Linked DNA regions of Danio rerio: region 2 is linked to region 1. A link is a contact called in public HiCAR-type data. All regions are on one chromosome and are shown on one strand. Each heading gives the region's core, a stretch centred on a gene start, on an enhancer-like site or on the middle of the called end of the contact. The rest is flanking DNA. Distances are from core to core; before and after follow the strand shown.

The links. HiCAR-type assays count read pairs that join an accessible place to other places.
Region 2: a HiCAR-type map of caudal fin shows a contact between it and region 1, with 17 times the contacts expected there. The contact joins the promoter of ate1 here to the promoter of ftr69 in region 1. A contact is called at or near these places in 2 of 4 datasets of contacts at active chromatin or transcription factors (caudal fin and embryo).

The regions. Positions count from the first base shown.
Region 1 is chr13:49,785,937-49,789,863 of GRCz12tu, forward strand. ftr69 (finTRIM family, member 69) reads right to left here and starts at 1,905. Exons shown (of 9, transcript XM_073920302.1): 1 at 1-1,905.
Region 2 is chr13:50,399,902-50,403,841 of GRCz12tu, forward strand. ate1 (arginyltransferase 1) reads right to left here and starts at 2,326. Exons shown (of 15, transcript NM_001089468.1): 1 at 2,189-2,326. The coding sequence starts at 2,288.

The DNA.
Region 1 (3,927 bases), core at 655-3,154:
CAAAAAATATAGATAGCCAAAGACATGAAAATGAAAGTAATTAAATTGATTTAAAAATGTAAGGAGTGAAAATTAAATATTTGTGTAAAAATGTAATGAGTAAAAGTAAAAAAAAAATAATAATAATGGACTTATATACTGATACCAGAAAGTCAAATAAATAAATAAATAAATAAATAGTGGAGTAATACACTGAAACCAGGAAATCTAGTTAAGTACAGTAAATATAGATACAGTACAGTATCTTTTCAAGTACAGTAATTGATTACATAATTATTGAAAATTCATTCAATTTGCACAATGACAAAAAATATAGACAGTCGAAGACACAAAAATTAAATTAATGAGATTGGTTTAAAAATGTAAGTAGAAACAGATATCTGTGTAAAAATATAATGAATAAAAGTAAAAAAATAAAATAAAAACAATAGTGGAGTTATATACTGATACCAGAAAATCTACTTGAATAAGTTCTTTGTTACTTCCCATCTCTGGTAATTTTAACTTTTAAGATTATTATTTTTTGGAAAGTACTTGGATTTTGGAGACTGTACACAAATGTACTGTACTTACACACTGTAATACACATGTAACGGAGGCAAGCTAGTACGTGCTGTGCAGGTAAACCTCACTCCTCTGACCTCTAAAGGTGCTCTAGCGACAGATGCTAGACGCCATGGTCTTTAGCCTTCTTGGTAGAGCATCCGACTCATATGCGGAAGGTCGCCCAGCTCAGAGCGGGTTGGGTAGTGTAAGACCGGCGGGGTTACACACACATACAATTAAGTTAAAATCAATTAAGCAGTTAATTTAAAATCACATTCAAACACAACTGTCAAATACTGTTATTTAGTAAACTTTTTTTGTAAAAATTCAGTAATTAGCACGAGGAGTGTATGTGGATTTCTGACTGTATTGAGAAAAATTATCTTCTGCTGTATTGCGTAAATGTTAAAATGACATCTGTTTGGAAACAATTGCCAGCTTTTTTTGAGTAATGTTGTGATGTAAAATGTTATGATATCATTCACACATATACAGTTTTTTAACTGAGGAATTGAGTTTTAGTTTAAATTCTGTTTCACGTTTCCTCTTTTAAATCTTACATAAAGAAATTAATAATAGTTGCTAGTTAAAATGTTTTTTCTTGGTATAAATAGACAATTTGTATCACTTCAGTTACTAGTTTGAAGAAATGCAGAAATATACAGTGATTACAAACACAGATTAACATGAAAAACATGGGAAAATGTCTGACCTTCTCTTTATTAAGTTGATTTCAACTTTTTAAGCACCAAAGATTAATGCAACTGCTTCTTATATGTTTATATATAATGTATTTGTAACATCTTCAGACAGTTGCATTTTGCATATTTTATCTGGCTGAATTTACATTATAAAGTGGACGCAAAAGCACTCACCTGAATAAACTCTGTCAGATTAGCCGACTGATGAACTCAATCCTCTGTGAATCGCATGTCATGACATACAGTCCACTAGATGGCAGCACAGGACAGGTTTTGCAATGTGACTCCTTTTTATTTCCTGTCCAACTTTTAACATTACACAGGCCACATGCACCACAACATGACCTCTTCTGTGAAAACAAATCACCAGTAAACGACACCTTTAGTGCTTTTTTTTAAAGTTCCCACAACTCTGGGTTGCCAGATTTATATCCTAAATCACCCTCATAAAATAAAGTGAATCTATCTATCTATCTATCTATCTATCTATCTATCTATCTATCTATCTATCAATCTATCAATCTATCTATCTATCTATCTATCTATCTATCTATCTATCTATCTATCTATCTATCTATCTATCTATCTATCTATCTATCTATCTATCTATCTATCTATCTATCTATCTATCTATCTATCTATCCATCCATCCATCCATCCATCCATCCATCCATCCATCCATACTTCTTTTTATCATCTGAACCATTCAGTTGTTATTTCAGTCTATAAAAATAATCAGCCAAAGTTACAGTTGAAAGGCAAAGATATTATTATTATTATTATTGTTATTATTATTAATTAAGTATGGGAATTTTATGGGTTTTTTTTTTGGTTCATGTTTATTTTACCTTGTGAACATCTAGTTCTCATAAAGACTCAATACAAAATAAATCGTGGGCATTAATTTCTTTGTACTTTACTTTTTTTTAATGTCATAGTTTTATACCAGGCTTCATATCAAATTAATTTATCGGACTTTTGTGCAGAGATCCATAATTGGCCTGTTTGTTACAGATATTTTTATACAGTGTATCTGAACCTGACAACAGTGCACATTTCCACTACACAGGAATTTGACTGAACTGCTTGACCGACTGTACCGAATCTAGATTTTCTTCATCCATATCAAAACAGACTGGATGAGGAGGAGCGCGGCGCCGCTTTCACACTATCAGCATGCAGATCTGTCACGACAAACACCTCCTGATGTGTGTGTGTTTATCAGCGCATCAGTGTATGTGAGGCTGAAGGCATGAACAGCCCTGGGAAACACTAAACAAAACCCTTTCCCTCATAGTTGTGCTCACTTCGTCATTCAGAGTGTCTGTAATTACACGATGTATGAATGCAAATTTCCCAAAAATATCAGTGAAAGAATTGTACATCTACTCCAGCTAAGAATGTGCAAAACTACATATTTTCATCTGTTGATTAATATTATTGATTGATTGATTGATTGATTGATTGATTGATTGATTGATTGATTGATTGATTGATTGATTGATTGATTGATTGATTGATTGAATGATTGATTGATATAGTGCTCACCATATATGAGCATCCCACAAAAATCTTGTTTAAATTAATATTTTCTATAGGATGTTTTACAGTGTTACTGTATGTGTGCAGATATATTAGATTAGTCAGTACTGAAGCCAAATCTGGAGCTTATCTAACAAAAGAACTTTAGATAATGATCCAAAAATTAGTAGCCCAAATTTATATAATAGGGAAAATATTAAATACAAATTTTAAAAAATGCAAAAAAAAAAAAAAAAAAAACACGAACAAACGCACGGACACACACACACACACACACGCACACATATACATATAACTTTTGTAGATTTTTTGCAATATTTCAAATGATATTAAATGTATTATCTTTTTAGTTCTAAAGATGATCTGTGACTAAAATATTACTTTAATAAATATATCCATTTAATAAATGCACCAAACAATGTTGTACTTTGGAGTCATTTCTAAAATCTAAAAAATTATGAAAAATACCAAACAACTATGTAATATAGATTAAAAGTATCTTTCAGACAGAGGTTCAGCAGCCTTAGACTACATTTGTTCTCTTCAAAAGATAAATACTTAGCTAATATGTAGCTTAGATTTACATTAGACAAATACCTTTTATTTATTTTGATTTGCACTGTTCTGTCATTTATTTTCAGTGTAAAATTATTACTTCTGTTCAAATGCCAAATGTTTTTTTCACTTATGTTTAAGTGCAAAGAGAAATGGACTATTGTTTGTTTTTTATTTTTATTTTTGTGCTGTATTAATTGGTTGCTAAGCAGCAATAAACAACACTTTAAAATATAAAGAGTTTTCATGTGAATTACTAGTAGTGTTTTGAAATAAAAAACGCATAATAATCGTGACAACCGTGAAACCATGATTACTCCTCAGACTATAATCGTGCAACCAAAATCTATAATCGTTGCATTCTTAGTTACTAAAAATCCATTAACTAACATCAACTAATACACCCTTATTTTAAAATGTATCAATTTTTCAACCCCATATTTCCAAAAACCTTCACAGCACTACCTCTTTAAATTCCAGCATAAGTGAGCTTACTGCATAACAGGCATGACCCATATATGAACGTACAGCACAGTGAATATAAAGCTGCCTTGTGTTCGTTTTCTAGACAGGTCTGAAAGAC
Region 2 (3,940 bases), core at 1,076-3,575, 610 kb after region 1:
AAGATTTTTATTTGCCCTATCAAAATAAATAATGATAATTTAATACATTTATTAATAATAATAATAATAATAATAATAATAATAATTTGTATTTATATAGCGCCTTTCCAGAGCTCAAGGACACTTTACAAGGAATGCAACAAAAAGATAAACAAACATACATGAGGACAAATATAACAAACTTGAATAACACCAACAAGACCTAAGAGACATATGAGCAGGATAGTGGTGGATCAGATTAAGTTGTCAGTTTGCTAGATCAGATGCAAAGCATTCAGAAAATAAGTGAGTCTTAAGTAAGGATTTGAATTCAGAGATATAATAATATATATACATTAATAATACATTAATATTAATATTGTATAATAATACATTAATGATAAAAAATATATTTTTAAGATTTTATTTCTTAGTAAAATATTTTAAATATTGTGTAAAAACATGCAAGCACTACTTGCATCCAAACATTAATATTTAAAAAAAAATGAACAAATGTTTTAAAAGTTTTAAAAACTATAATAAACTAAATCTATGCACAGCAATCTGTCCTGTCCGATGTCCTCAGCAGTAAATGCATGGAGAACTTTTAAACAAATGTTATTATAAGAAAAATAATTTTGATAAACAGAGTTAAAAATGACCCTTTTAAGTAAAAAGTTTAAAGATGTATTGAGATGATTTTCGGTAATTGTATGGGTTTTGGCCAGATTGGGTAGCAAAACATAAACAAAGGAAAATTAGGACTGGGTTAAAAAAGATTCAAGACCTACAACACAATATTTTAGTAGATTTATGATTTGGATATTGAGATTTAAGACTGTAAGACCCTGTAGAAGCCCTAAATATACAAGATAAACCCAGACAATATATCACTTTAAACTACTCAAAATGTCAACAAAAGTCATTTTCAACTTTTTTGTTTAAAGAAAAATCAAGATCCCATGATGCAATTCAAAAGCATAAATAAACCAGGAAAAACTAATATTTTTTTACGGATATTTTTTACATGACTTGAACCACCATATTTTTGCAATTACCTCAGCCGGACAGGAAGAATGAACACTAATCTATATATGCTATACTAACCTAAATAGGATCTGTTTGAATAATGTAGTAACTTTAATAGTTTAACACTTTAATAGTAAAATAATTTATAAACCTGGTCAAGTGCACAAGAAAAGGGTTTAGAGGAAATAATGAACAAACATTCATTCATTCATTCATTTTCTTTTCAGCTAAGTCCCTTTATTAAACTGAGGTCGCCACAGAGGAATGAATCGCCAACTTATCCAGCATATGTTTTACGCAGCGGATGCCCTTCCAGCTGCAACCCATCACTGGGAAACATCTATACACACTTATTCACACACACATACACTACAGAAAGTTTAGCCTACCCAATTCACCTGTACCGCATGTTTCTGGACTTGGAAACCGGGACACCCGGAGGAAACCCACATGAACACAAGGTAATAAACAATCAAAAAAGCAAAAATAAATCAGAAACAATTCATTTAAAAATAATTATGTTGATAAAGTAATTATAAAACTATTATTAATTATTAAAACCTTTATTAAAATTATGATAAAGTGACATTATAATGTAAAACAGTATATAGTACAAAAGGCTAATATGACTACTTATAAATAGCAAACAAAATGCTTTTCTGAAATGATATCGTCAAGGAGAAAGTCTGACTGTGTGAATATAAAACCAACTTTACCTCAATCATAAACCATGGACTTTGTAGAGCTAGATGGGTGAAGAAACAAATATATGACTTCTTCTTGTTAACACTCTTATTGTAAAGATGTTAACTGTCATATGAGGACATTAATCAGTCCAGACAGGGATGAATAAAGCCTCTGTTATAGTAATTGTACTTCCTATTAATATCTTTTTTCAGTTTTAAAAATGCTGCTTCCATTTCAGATGCCAGAGATCTGCACCATCCGCCACAAACTCCACAGAAAATCCTTGTTCATATATAATCGACCTTGCCATTTACAAACACAAGCAATCCATGTGAAAGCAATAGTGTAACATTAATTAGATGAACATTTTGACAAGCCATGCTCAGCTTTCGGAACAGTCAAGGCTAGTCAAAACACCGGCATCCCTGTAATGCTTAGTCAGTTCACTGAATATTCACCACAATCCATTGATAGCAATATAACATCTGCTTACCGTGTGATAGATTGCCGTTTTCATGTTTACAGTAACCGCAGCGATAGCCATCATCTCCGCCGAAATACTCCACTATACTGTACGATCCACCCGCTGCCATTTCTACACTCGCTCAGCTGCGCCCAGGAACGCATTAACGAAGCCTACTATTGGAAAGGGCTGCTTCATTAATATTAATCACGCCTCGTGACGTTCACCTAGTGCGCCTCTGTGATTGGTCTGAACTGCTTTTAGTGGGCGTGTTTTTAAATACTAAAGATATTATTAATATTAATAGGCATATGTGATTGGACGTTGCAAAAAAGAAAGGCAAAACGTCGATAGGAAGTAATTAATATTCATCAGCAAGATTTTCACCGTAGTAGGGTGGGAGTCAAGCGCTTTTAAATAACCTGGAAGCATTATTTTTTTTACGTAAAAGCCCTGATATAATGAAAACAAATAAAAACAATAAATAAATAAATAAATAAAAACTCTGACAGAATTGTATAAACTACAGGAAAAACCCCGAATTCCTTTTATATATTTATGTATTTATTATTGATCTTTTTTATTATGTAATGTTATTGTTTATTTACGTAATTTGGTCTTTATTCGCACTTTTTAATATGAAGATGTAGCGATAATGCCATATAGTTGTACATAACTATTTGTTCAATAATAATAAAAAATAATGCAATAAATAAATGATAAAAATAACCCGGATGCACACATTTCATTTGCTCTTCCTGTTGTGGGAAAAGCCCCCAACGAATGAAAGCAATAGTAATGTTAAAAATCTAAAACTATCGCGTTAAACACTTCTCACCATAGTAAACAGTGCGTTGATCACAAAAACAATTCAGACTGTACATGAAAGTAAGGTTATTGTGGGATGTAATTTGTTTTGGCAAACACATTGTGTTTATTAACCCATGCAGCTCCACTTACCGTATGAATCTTTACCTTCTTCATTGCCACAGTAGCCACAGCGATATCCACACTTTACACCTTTGAGCTCCACTATTGAGTACATTGTCCATCCGTCTTTCTGACGTTAACAATGTGTGACATGCGAATATTGACTTTGCAGTGATAAAAAAAGTATAGTAGTGTAAAACTCCTCTTTCCGACAACGATGCCAGTTTCTTTATAAATATTCAGACAGTGACGCATTGAGGGCGTCAGGCTTTATACTGTCTGCTGTATGACGTCCCCTAGAGGGAAATATTATTGGAATGTAAAAAAAAATATTAATATTAATTGGAAAGCTACCTGGTTAATGCACTTCAAATTATGCCTTTTAAATAAGGTTAAAAAAGTGCACTTTAAAATACTTTACAAAATTTACCCTTGCAAAGCAACTTTATCTAAATTCATGGATATTGAGAATACTTGCACATTTTGTAAAATACATGAGGAAGACTTATCTCATCTTTTCTATAACTGCGATGTCTCTCTTAAATTTTGGAATGATGTTAGTGATGTGTTATTTGGGAAAAGAAATGCTAATTACAAGCTATTTTTAAAAGATGCCGTTTGCACTTTTTCACACACAAAAATAACATTCGAGTCTGTTGTTAACTTCTACATTTTACAAGGCAAATATTTTATACATAAACAGAAATTCTCGAAATGTAAAGCAAAATGCAATATTTGTTTATTAGAAATGGAAAATACAAAAAAAATGACAAAAAAAAGATTTCATTTCTCTAGTACTGATCCTCCGCTGTAGTCAATGATTGTATCCTAAGTTATTATTTATGTTTATAT